2 separate regions of the Mus musculus genome follow, and region 1 is linked to region 2. The links are chromatin contacts, called in public promoter capture Hi-C maps. All regions are on one chromosome and are shown on one strand. The core of a region is the stretch at or near the end of the contact, and the rest is flanking DNA. Distances in the headings are between cores, read along the strand shown. Region 1 holds the start of Tti2 (TELO2 interacting protein 2). Region 2 holds the start of Rab11fip1 (RAB11 family interacting protein 1 (class I)).

Evidence for each region. Promoter capture Hi-C pulls out the DNA fragments that hold promoters and counts their contacts.
Region 1: a promoter capture Hi-C map of second pharyngeal arch cranial neural crest shows a contact between it and region 2. The contact joins the promoter of Tti2 here to the promoter of Rab11fip1 in region 2. A contact is called at or near these places in 2 of 39 promoter capture datasets (cranial neural crest and second pharyngeal arch cranial neural crest).

The regions. Positions count from the first base shown.
Region 1 is chr8:31,147,423-31,153,584 of GRCm38.p6, reverse strand. It overlaps Tti2 (TELO2 interacting protein 2), which reads right to left and starts at 3,269. Exons shown (of 7, transcript NM_144927.3): 1 at 2,086-3,269; 2 at 1-76. The coding sequence starts at 2,735. Snord13 (small nucleolar RNA, C/D box 13) reads left to right here and starts at 3,627; the gene lies at 3,627-3,724.
Region 2 is chr8:27,169,908-27,176,594 of GRCm38.p6, reverse strand. Rab11fip1 (RAB11 family interacting protein 1 (class I)) reads left to right here and starts at 1,949. Exons shown (of 6, transcript NM_001080813.2): 1 at 1,949-2,386. The coding sequence starts at 2,010.

The DNA.
Region 1 (6,162 bases), core at 2,020-4,519, 4.0 Mb before region 2:
CAGCCAGGGCTGAGTGACTTGTTGGAGAGTCCACGAGAAAACATGTTTGACAGCAGGATTCTTCTTCCAGGTTTCCCTGAAAAGACACATGAAAACCACACTAAGTGAATGGCACAGCGTTAGCAAAAATAATCAGTTGAAGCTTAACAAGATTTTCTTCTTCTCTTCCTCCTCTTGTCTTTAACGGATTTTATACATATATATGTATCCGTATGTGTATATCTCCGATACAACTCTTGGTTTTTTTCAAATGCATTTTATGATATGAAATAAAATAATTCACATATCTTATACTATATACACTTGTCAGTTGTCCAAACTTGGGGTAATATAGGCTTATCCAATGAATAGCAGCCATTCATAACTACCTACAACTATGTAAGACCTGTGTGGTCAGCAGCAGTCGTGTTGGTGGATGACGTGAAATGTGCTGAGAAGGGAGAGAGATGAGCAGAGGTATGTCACCACTTCAGTGTCTAAGGACTAGAGAACTCAGAGCATGAGTGCCAACTTAGAGCTTATAAAAGGAAACTGCACATCTGACTCAACCTCCTTAAAACACCGTCTGTATAACTGGTATATCGCCTTTAACTACAAATAATAAACAAGATTCACGGATGCTATCTGACCAAGGATGTTGTGAGAAGTCACAACAATACAAAGAAAACTAACTGGGCCCAGTGTTGCACCCCTGTAATCTGAAGTATGTGTATTTGAGGAAGGTGAAGTAAGAGGATCTCTCCCAGTCAAGGCCAACATGGATTACATAGGAAGTACAAAGCCAGCCTATAATCATGTCTTAGTAGAAAAAGAAGGAGGGACTAGTTTAAAAGCCTTTTAACTCTAGGTTTATTTCACCTCATCATTCTGTAGCCAGAGGACTGGGGATCTAGCTCAGTTGGTAAGGTGCTTGTCTAACATGAACAAAACCCTGGGCTCCATCCGCAGCAGTTGCATACACCAGGCATGGTGAGACACTTGCCTGTAAGCCCAGCACCTGGAAGCAGGATCAGAGATTCAGGGCCAACATCCTTGGCTACACGAAACGCTGCCTGACAGGGCCAGAGAGAAGGCTCGGTGGTCAAGAGCACTTGCTGTTTCTCCACAGGACCCATATTTAGATCCAAGATATGTCAGGTAGCTGTCATATGTAAGTCTTGCTCCAGGGAATAAGACACCTCTGGCCTCCTCAGGCACCTGCAATCTCATGCAGACACACACCTACATATAATTAAAATTAATAAAATCCTTTTTTAAAAAGAAGTGTTCTTTTCTTCTTCTTTTTAAAAAAAGATTTATTTATTTTATGTATATTAATAAACTGTAGCTGTCTTCAGACACACCAGAAGAGGGCATCAGATACCATTACAGATGGTTGTGAGCCACCATGTGGGTGATAGGAATTGAACTCAGGACCTCTGGAAGGGCAGTCGGTGCTCTTAACCACTGAACCCTCTCTCCAGCCCAATAAAATCTTTTTAAAACAACCTGCCTTGGGCAGGTGTGGTAACACCCACAGAGATCAGAGGCAGAAAAACCTCTGTTAGTTCCATGCCAGCCTGGTCTACGTAAAAGTTCCAGGCCAGCCAAGGGTACACAGTGAGACCATATCTCAAAATAAGTGAATAAAATATAAATAGATAAAATTAAGACCTAGCTGAAAAACAAAACAAAACGCTGATAGCAATCTAGTTCAGACCACGTACTACAAATCGTTTTCAGTTTCATCCCAATTATTATTCCTTATAATCACTTTATCCAATAATTATGAACAAGTTAGAAGTCCCTGTATTTAAATTCATGCTGAAAGACTGGGTCTTCTCCAAATACCCATGGGTACTTAGCATAAGATACTCGATTCCATATAAATGGGACAGAATCTTCCATATCTATTGTCAGAATTTCCAGTTTTCCAAGGCAGTCATTTGGTGGAGAAAATGGAATTTGATGACTTCAGTTCTAATCTTGAATTTGCTGCTATATGATTTCCTCGTCTCTAGTAAGCCACAACCGTTCCGGTCCTTAAGAAATCTATTATCTCAGCACCCCTATCTGTCTGATAATAGTGAAAAGAGCATTACTCACTTATTCAAATGGGGCTTAAGAAGCCCCAAGACCACAGCAAATCTCCCTCGATCGTCTTCATTTTCTCCGCATAGGAATCCTGCCACAGAACTGCACTCAGTAACTCTAAGCAATAAAGACAGCACCTCACCAGCAACATGCTGAGATGCTGGACTGGTCCATGGCTGCTTCAATCTGTGAGTGATGGCAAAAATATACACGGGTCCTGACATGTGACGGAGGCCTGTCTTCCACGCAGGGCAGTCGGGAGAACTCTTGGCAGCTTCAACCTTCCCCAACAGCTTTAGAAACAGTGAGCCAACTTCAGTCGCCTTCTCGGGCACTTCGGGATGCTCTTCGACCCCATCTGCCTTCTCCTCGGGTGCTGCGAACTTCTCCAGGGCTCTCACCACCTGCCCCAGGATCTCGGGCATCCCCCGGAGGGATCCCCCACTCCCACTCCCCTCAAAGAATCTGTCACCTTCGGCGGCTTCTATTAAAGCGCCGAGGTCTTTAAGAGCCGCATTTCTTGCGCCGCCCTGTCCTGATGACTTTGGGCGGCTGAGACGGTTCAGAATCTTGGAGAAGGCTGGTTCGAGGGCCGGGGGAGAGCCCTCTGCAGGCAGGGAGCAGCCGACCCCCGACTTCTCTTCGGCACTGTCCAGCTTCATTCCTAGTCGCACCGGAGGGGCTGGGCTCGCCCCCCCCGCCCCCCCCGGGGGGGGACAGAGACCAAATGGGGATGGTGTCTGGAGTCTCGGAGGGAAGGTCGTCCGGGGCTCGGTGTCCCCCAACGAACAGAACTAAAACCAGGCACAGCTAAAAGGCGAGATGTCTCACTGTCTTGACGCAAGGATCGAGTGTCAATCCACCCAGTAAAGTGGCTGTAAGAAGAGAGCCTCAAGCCGGGCAGTGGTGGCGCACGCTTCAGGAGGCAGAGGCAGGCAGATTTCTGAGTTCGAGGCCAGCCTGGTCTACAGAGTGAGTTCCAGGACAGCCAGGGATACACAGAGAAACCCTGTCTCGAAAAAAAAATAGGAGAGCCTCAAGCTCCTAACACGTAGCGAAATTTGTCTTTCCGAAAACTCAAAAAAGAAAAAAAAAACAGTTAATTTTAAAGACAAACTACTGAACCGTGACACCAAAAAGGCTCCCGAAACCAAGCGCTCTTCCAGTACGGTAGCTGTATTCCGCAACTTCCGGCCCTGGAGAGCATTGTAGCCGTAAAGCAAAACTAACTTCCGCCAGCGGAGCCGCAACGCTTCTTTTTACGACTCGCGACCAGAAAGCAACAAACAGTCCGTCAGAGAAGGAAGGGGTAAAAGGTGGAGCATGAAGGATATATTTGCATAACTAAGCGTTCGCTCATTAAGTTTGTTCCTGATTTCATCTGCTAGGCTAGAAACAAGAGAATTCTCGCAAAATCCTAGTAACAGTTTGAAATTGTACTAGATTTTGTGTGCAAAAGCTAAATAGAGCGGCAGCATATTAGTCACCCTCTTTGAAAAACTGGTGAGACTTACTCGATACTTCGCAAGCTAACAGTAAGGCCGATCCTTTCTGGTTCATAAAGCGTGATGATTGGGTGTTCACGCCATTGCGTGACATGTGCCGCCCATAAACCTTGTTACGACGTGGGCACATTACCCGTCTGACATGAACTTAGGAGGATCCTCCACTTCTGGTTCTTGTGTAGATTAGAGTTATGCCCTGTTTTTTACTTCTTGGTTCAGTCAGGTAGGATTACTGGTTAGGTAGTGGAAAGTGTCCAGGGTACCTGGGACTAATACATTATTACTAAAGTACATTCCATTCCTAAGAGAAACTGAAAGTGACAGAGTTATGCTTCTTACAAGTCGCTCTGGTACAATTCACTTCTTTCTAAGAAAAATTGTTTTATTAAGTTATTACTCTGATGTGTATAAATGCTTTGTTCACATGCGTATATGTGTACCTGGTGCCCCCCCTGGTCCCCGCGGAAGCCAGAAAACAGTGTCCAGTTCTCTGAACTTGAATTTCTGGAGTTTGTTAGCCATGGCATGTTCTTAACTGAACCATCTTTCCACTCCAAGACATGCTCTTCTTAGTGTTACACTATTTGCCACTACACTACCAGTGATGCCTGTGTGGCTTTTTTTCCCCCCTTCACTTCTCTGTGTGACCTCTTGCAAACGGCAATAGCTCAGATCTCTATGTCTTAATTTCTGTATTGGGGAAACAAATGTAGATAATTACTGGTCCCCATCTCTTAGGACTGTTGGGACAATTTTTAATGTACATAAATGCCGGGAACAATATCTGATCAGCATAAAGTTCATAGAGGTGTTAGTTCCCATTGTTATGCAACAGCACCAACATTAATTTACATTTCTTCTTTCCAAGAAAATCTGGTGATTAGAATTCTAACTCGGAACCTCTTTCTTCTGGCTTTTCCCACTCTGACCAATTGGTGGCACTCTGATCAATCACTGCTAACCACTTCCAAGAGAAACCTTCCCTTAACAAAAGCAGCTTGAGGCCAGTCAATAAGAGGTTATTGTGTCTGTACTGTGTGGGACGTTTCTTTTCTGTAGCATGTGCCCTTTGTGTCCAGTGGATCCAGACGCCTTTCAGACTTGAGGAGTGCTCTGTATTGTTGAGATCTCTCGCTGGGTTTCCCAAAGCCCGAGCCAGCCATGCCTTTACTTCTATCTAGTGCCTGGCACAATTTAGTCAAGGCAACAAATGTATCCTGAATGCCCATGTCCACGCACAGAGGACAGGCTGGATTGACCACCCACACAATGCAGCTACATGGAGCTGCGTCCACACAATGCAGCTTGGTGCAGCTGCAGTGAGGGAGAAAAAGCAGTCTCTGTGTAACACCATGGAACTCTGGGAATATAGATAGGTGGAAGGAGCAGAGGGGAGGAAGGGTAGATAGATGCTCTCTTGTAAGAAAGAAGGAAAGATAGAGAGTAAGATATATGCATTTCCTTGTGTGTTAAAGTAGAAATGGAAGGTAAATAACATGTATAAACAATTATGTGTCAGGAAATAACAGAATGAAGGAATAGAAGCAAGATCTCTCTATGTGTACTTTTATCGCTTTAACTCGGAAATCATGTGAAACCCTTACATAATTATTTTTAAGAGAAAATCAGGTGTGGTAGCGCATGACTATAATACCAACTTGAAGGAGGCTAAAGCAGGAAGATCCAGGCCAGCCTGGGCTAAACAGTAACATGGCTCAGTTGGGAGTGTGTTTGCACAGGCAATGGACTAGAACCTCCAGCAGGACAGGAGACTGGGGATAGGGTATGTGCCTGTACACCTAGCACTGGTGAGGTCAAGGCAGCAGGGTCAGAAGTACAAGGCTAGTCGGGTCACATGAGACTCAAAATAAATAAAGAATGAATAAGTGAATGAATTGTCAAGTCGCATTCCCTAGAGTGGCACTGAAAATGCTTGGCCAAGGATTTGGGGAGACGGTACGCAATGCCGCCCCGCATGAGGCGGTGCAGCTGCTGCAGGACAGTCTGACAGTTTCTCTGCAAAGTAAACAGGGTCAACACAGAGCTGAACCAGATTTAACAACTGTCTTCATTGATGTATAGCCAAGAGGACTAAATTCTTGTACCAGTACGAAAACTTGAACATGGATGTTCACAGCCACAATCTTCTTAGGCAGTGGGATCAGTTCACAGAAAAAGAGATAAATGCTATCTGTAGCTTACATTACCCTAATGACCATATCAAAGGGGGTCCCTGAGGTGGGCCTGTTGGGAGATACCAAAACTGTGAGCTATGCAGGTTTTGCCTACCAGTCATGCATTACCGAGACAAATACTTGAGACTATTCCTAAAAAGAGGGAAAGATTAGTTTGGCTTGTGGTCTCAGGTGTTCCCTGTCTTTGTGCTGGTGGTAACACAGTAGATCACGGTGGGGGAAAAGAAACAGAAAATGCTGCATCTGGGAAGAAAGTCAAAGACAGACAGACAGACAAACAGACAGACAAACACACACACACACACGGGGAGGGGGCAGAGTGAGAGGAACAGGGGATTTGACTAGGACCAGATTTCTAGTGTCTCCTTTGAACACAGCCCTCTGTTGAT
Region 2 (6,687 bases), core at 700-3,199:
TGTGAGTCTGGGCAACATGACCCATGTCTGTAATCCCAGCCCCCAGAGGACAGAGACAGGACAAAGAGACCTTTGAGATCAGCTTGTTCTCTCTCTGTGTGTGTACAAATAGTAAAAATAAATATTTATAAATTTTCAAATTTTATGTATATGGGTGTTTTGCTTGCAGAGGCTAGAAGAGGCTGTCAGATCCTCTGGAGCTATAGTTATGAGCCACCATGTGTGTGCTGGGAATAGAACCTGGGTCATCTGGAAGAGCAACAAGTGCTCTTAACTGCTAAGCTATCTCTCCAACCCCTGTATATATATATATATATAAGTGAGTGTGGAGGGAATCAGAGCTGTAAACTTCCAAAGCCAATTTGGACCCCAGATGTAGAGTTCATCTAGTAGGGCCCATTGGACAAGCAGGACAGCCAGCTGAGTATAGACAGCAAGGATGGGTAAAGTGAAGGCAGATGGGACAGAGAGCAGACAGTCCCCAGGGGGAAATGAAGGCAAATGGCTGTCACTGGCATGCTCTTCACAGGCACCACCACCTCCCAACTGGGCTCAGTTTAAGGATGCCACTGCTCATAGCCTTCCAGTGAGCTTTCTAGCTCGCCAGGTCTAACACTGATGTATAACTCCAAATCCTGGTGTTCATAATCTGTATGACCCAGCCACCTTGGCAGTCCTATTTTCTCCCCCCCCCCCCCCCCCCGCAAGACTGAGAAGCAGGGAGTTAAACAAGTCACCTGTCTTTCAGGCAGCTATGTCAAGTGGAAATCTGTGACAAGCAGTGAGGTAGATAAGGGACAGCTGGGGCCCCAGGGAGAGAAACTCTCTAGGCTGCAGGTTTGTTTACCCAGAAGTCAAGGAAAACAAAGGGGTGGGACCCAAAAAAGGAATGCCTTCAAGAGTCTAAGTGAGAAGTACCGCAGCTGGCGGTAATTCAACACTGCAGGGGTTCCAGAAGTCGGGAAAGCAGTAGGCTGGTCGACCAGAGGGAGCTCAGTGGAGAGGGAGGGGTGTGTGTGTGTGTCTGGAAACCTTTAAAGTGTTGTAGCGCGGGAGGTGTCCTCAGTTCTAGCATGGGAGCCAGGGCACCAGGGCTCTATCCCCAGCTTTAATGTAAGAACTCGGACGTGTCACATCTTTCCTGAACCTTAAGGCTTTCAAAGTTACATTTCCACTCTGAATAACTCACCATCGGAGATTTCAGCCTTTGAAGGATGACCCGAAACACTCAGGGAAGTCACCAATCTGCTAGACACTGACTGGGAACAAGAAAACCGAGTGGGAGGCCAGAGATGGAGCCCAGAGAGGACGCAAGAGGCTTACGTAGGAAGAAATGGGGAACCGAGGGGTTCGGTTTGGCAACCCCGTTTCCAGTTCCCCCTTCTTGCTCTTCCTAACCTAGCCTCACCCTATGTGGTAAGGGCAGAGTAGCACAGGCTAGTCCCTCACCTACCCTCCGCTTCCCCGACACAGTCTCTCACAACATCCCTGGCTCCCCGCCTTCCTCCAGAGCAGTACCCAGGGGACCAGAGCAGGAGAAGCATCCCTGGAGTGGTGTGGTATAACCCAAGCATAGCTACCACTTTCGGAGCCCTTCCCATAGGCATGCAACTATGCTATAAACTTAAATGTATTACTTTCTTTACAGCAATCCAAGGGGTGACTGTCGCCTCGTTTTACGCAAGAAGAAACTGAGGCAAAGTCTCACATCTGCTGCTAGGCGGATCAGGCTTGCTCCTGTTCCCTCATACGGACTCAGACAACTGGGGACCACTTAGTGCATCATTACTTCTCTGATCCAAAACTCTTCAGGCTGCGCCAGCCCACGTGACCTTTAGGTCCCCGCCTTCTCCGCGAGGCCCGCCCCCAGGGCAGGTGGCGCGCGGGCGCAGGGGGCGTGGTGGGGGCGTGGCCGGAAGCATTAAAGCGGCTCGGGAGCCCGGTGGGCGGTCCAGACCGAGGACAGCGGCTACCTTCTGGCTTCCTAGCCTGGTGCCGCGTCTGCCACCATGTCCCTGGCGGCCTCAGCGGGCCGGGGCCCGGGGACCATGTGGTCCCCTACCCACGTGCAGGTGACGGTGCTACAGGCGCGGGGCTTGCGGGCCAAGGGACCCGGGGGCACGAGCGACGCGTACGCGGTGATCCAGGTGGGCAAGGAGAAGTACGCCACGTCGGTGTCGGAGCGCAGCCTGGGCGCGCCCGTGTGGCGCGAGGAAGCCACCTTCGAGCTGCCTCCGCTGCTGTCCTCCGGGGCCGCGCCGGCCGCCGCCGCCACCCTGCAGCTCACCGTCCTGCACCGCGCGTTGCTCGGTCTCGATAAGTTCCTGGGCCGCGCCGAGGTGGACCTGCGGGAGCTGCACCGGGACCAGGGCCGCAGGAAGAAGCAGTGAGTGGCTGCAGGGCGCGGGGAGTCCAGGGGAGGAAGGACGCTCGGGCAGTGCACCTTGGGGGCGAGAGTGGCAGCTACCGCGCTATGGGAGGATGGCCCTTGGCTCCCCCTCGCCCGCAGGCTCACCTAACCCAGCTTCTCTTCGGGCTGTCAGTTTCCAGCTTTCCCAGTTATGGGGGCTTTTGGAAGATAGGAGAACCTTTGAATCCTCAGGGCGCCCTTAGACCGCACAGCACACTAAGCACTAGATGAAGTTTTGGTGAACTGAAATAATATGCAGGTAGGAGAATTCCTATTAGGTGGGGTATCCGCTTTATCTTGCATGGACGCTCCCCTGAGTATTTTGTTGAACTTGAGAGGCTTTGAGCTGAGAACCCTTGGGCCAGGGAGGGTAGCTATTTGGAGTGAAAGCCTAGGGCCCCCAGAGCTGGACGATCCTGGGAGGACAAGAGTGGGGGAAAAAAACCACCAGCCTGGTGATTGCTGATTCTCATGCCCATCTGATTCGACCCCTCGGAATGAACGCTAGAACAGTTTGTTGTTTGTCTGGGATCTGAATTAGTGGTCGATGATTGTTCCAAGATCTGTTACTGACTCAGTAGAAGTGAGTAGAATAGGTTGTTGCTCTTTGGAGTTTGGTAAATTCTGTCTGGTTCTAATTCCTGGTACCGTGGCTACTCACTAGCCTACCTGTGGCCCCTTAATTGAAGGTTCTGACAGGACATCCTAATTTTGCAGAAAAAGTTAGGCAAACTCCAGTTCACGTTAAAGTCTTTTGTTTGTTTGTTTGTTTGTTTGTTTGTTTGTTTCGAGACAGGGTTTCCCTGTGTAGCCCTGGCTGTCCTGGAACTCCCTCTGTAGACCAGGCTGACCTTGAACTCAGAAATCCGCCTGCCTCTGCCTCCTGAGTGCTGGGATTAAAGGCGTGTGCCACCACGCCCGGCCACTTGAAAGTCTTCAGATTATTTTACTTTATTTTATTTTGTTCACTGGTGTTTGCAAAGGGCACTTTAACCAATGGAACCTTTGATTACGGTTATCTCGTGTACCAAAGAGCTTGGATTAGCCTAACTGGGTACTTTGCTTGACCTTATAGATGCCAGCTCTGTTAACAACCAAACCCCCCTGGGCCGAAAAACATATCCTTATGTTCCTTCCTGGTACTTCAGGTACACTGGGCCTTTTAACTTTGTCTTGGGATGGGGCAGGATTCAGAGGAGCTGAATTTTCCAGGCTAGGGTAGGATCTGTTTCAGCAAGCAATGTTTAGAATTGAAATACCTGATGTCGTTTTTGTGGCCACCGATGAATAGGCATTTCTGAACACAGCGTCTTACAAGCCAGACTGTATCTGCGGAAGGGAAGCCGAAGTTAACTTTATTTCCTCTCTGGATTCAATGCCATTTGCAGGGCTTGACTGCCAGCTCTTCATCTCGCCCCATTCCAAGATGGATGTTCACGTCTCTTGTTTAACTGTTTCTTATATGACTATTTCATTCCCCTTGCAAGATAGATTGCATCTCCATGCTGGAGATGGGGGTTTCCCAGTCCTAGGTCTGACGTCCACTAGCCCCTGACTCATAGCTGGGCTCCTCTGGCTCCAAACACCCCAGTTTCCCTATTTATAAATGGAGCATGCTGCTACCCTTAATTGGTGTTTGTAAAGAGTTGCTGCTTCCTGGATTAATGAAGCCAGGGGAAAGGTTCAAAAGGTCCTGCGCTGCTGTGTGAGGGATGAAAACCTCCTTAAGCTCTCTTTCTTCTCTGTATCCCTCTTCCTCATTTTCTCTAAGGTAACCCTACACCTACATGGCCACTCCTGTTTCTGTCACATGAGCTGCTTACCACTCAGTCACAATATTGACTGGCAGTAAGACTGTGTAAGTCTTACAGTATTGACTAAGTACAGTATTGACTAAGTAAGACTGGGCTTACCGGGTGGGTTTTTATAACTGACATCAGATGTCTTTGCTTTGCAAAAAGTAGGTGAAATCTCAAAGTTTCCGACGACTAGGAAGCTAGGGGCTTTCCCAGCTGCTGGGGGAACCCATTCAAACCAAGCCTATTGGATGCCCTTGTGTAACTCCAAGGTGCCCCGGGTAGCTGAGGTGAAGAACACAGGAGAGCTATTAAGTTTTAGCAGAAAGAAACAGGTTTGGCTAGAAAGTCGATTTGAATTAGTTATTAATGGTTTGATTCCACCTTAACGTGTTAGAAATCAGAAACAAAAGCTAAAATCTTGGTCTGCTGTGTTTTTGTGTGTGTCTGACACAACAGTTGCTGGACAGAGGGTGATTTTTCTTAGAGTTTCAGACACTTAAATTTGAGGTCCATTATCACATTAAGAGCCAGCTTCTTAATTGTTCTCTTGATAAGCCCTATATAGCAAGATTTATTTGCAGACAAGGGAACATGCTTTTTATCATGACTCTGAAGTTGCTGACCTCAAATTTAGTGTAATGACACACTTTGAAAGCACCAAGCAGCCTAATATATAGGACAGCCTGCTATATGGGCAGGATCCATTTAATAGCATGGAAGATGTGGCCTTCAGTTAGGAAAAATTAGACAGGAATGAATATTACTCTTTTTTTTATCTGTTAAAGACCTGAGGCTTGCGTGGGTGTTGGTTAAATAGTAGTCAGTTAGTACTGAGACAATAGACGATGGCAGACATGAATCAGAAGTATCTCAGGTAAGCAACATGCGGGACCCTCAGCCCAGCTTTCTAGTCTCATGTAGCAGATTGGTTTCAAACAAAACCAGACAACCCTTCTTAAGATGCTAAGAGTTACAAAACTTGGGAAATACTCTCTTAGAGGTAGTTTAAAATGTTTATTCAGCCTCTGAGCTGGGTGGGTGGGGGTCATTATGCAGGTAAGCGTCATAAAACTTATAACTGCAGTAAGCTTCAGGATTTTAAGACAGGGAAGCAGTTGTGGAGGGTCCATTTCTTCTATCTGCTGAGACGCAAATGCCTGCTTCTGCAAGCATTGGGACATTGCAGAGGTTAGATATTTTGAAAACCTTTAAAAAGTAGTAAGATGCTGAAATAAGTTACCAGTGGAAAAAGATTGGGTTATTAAAAATAAGCGCTGAGCCAGACGTAGTGGTGCACGCCTTTAATCCCAGCACTCGGGAGGCAGAGGCAGGTGGATTTCTGAGTTCGAGGCCAGCCTGGTCTACAGAGTGAGTTCCAGGACAGCCAGGGCTACACAGAGAAACCATGTCTCAAAAAACCAAAAAAAAAAAAAAAAAAAGAAAAAAAAAGCATTGAGTACTTGTTTTCCTGAGAGGCATAGAAAAAAAAATGGCTTATCTGACCAAAGAGGTCGTTAAGTCACAAGCAAGCAGCTGGAGATGGCTTTAGGCTCCTTGTGCACATTCAGATTGTTTTATAGCAGCGTGGGAAATTCAAGCAATACTGTTACTAGTTTCCTCTTTCTCTCTCTCTCTCTCTCTCTCTCTCTTTCTTTCTTTCTTTCTTTGTTTTTTTCTTTTTTTTTCTTTCTTGTAATTTCCCTTAAAGATAATGTTGGGCCTTCCTAGAAATGTTCATCTCAGCAGGCAGGACTACCCTAGTGTAGAAAGTTGAGCTCCTGGCTCTGGTAGATCCTGTGATAAGCAACCGTCCCTTCTGTTGGCTGTGGGATGAAATGAACACAGAAAAGAGCCCGTCAAAGTTGTCGCCAGGTGGTTTCGCTGGTTAGACATTCAGTTAGCGGAGAAGTTCCGGCTTTGCCCCCTTCTCATCTCTAAAGTATATCCAGTCTTTTAATAAATCCTTTTTTGCCTTCTGGTATTAGGAATTGAAATGGAGGCCTGATGTGTGCCAAGTGATTTCTCTGAATCCCTGAACTCTATTCTCAACCCTCCAAAATACTTTTGCGTGAGTGTGCGTGCATATGTGCGGGTACGGGAAGACACCAGAGGTTGGCATCAGGTGATTTCCTCAAGACGGCTCTCTGCCTCGTAAGGTGTTAGGCAAGGTCTCTTTCACTCGAGCCGAGAGTGTCTAGCTAGCCAGCTTGTTCTGGGGATCCCCTGGGCCTGTAGCAGATTGCTGGTGGGCCACCACAGCGGCCTGACATTGGCATGGCTGCTGGGGGCCAGAACTTCGATCCTCAGGATTGGGGGGCAAGTGCTTTGCCCATTAAGCCATCTCTCCATCTTCCTCCACCTTATTGTTTGACACGGGGTTTCTGGATGAACCTGGATCTCATTAATGTGCCTAAGCTAGCTACCCAATAAGCTGCAAGGTCCTACCTCTCCTTAGTGGCCCCAGTGCTGGGGTTACAG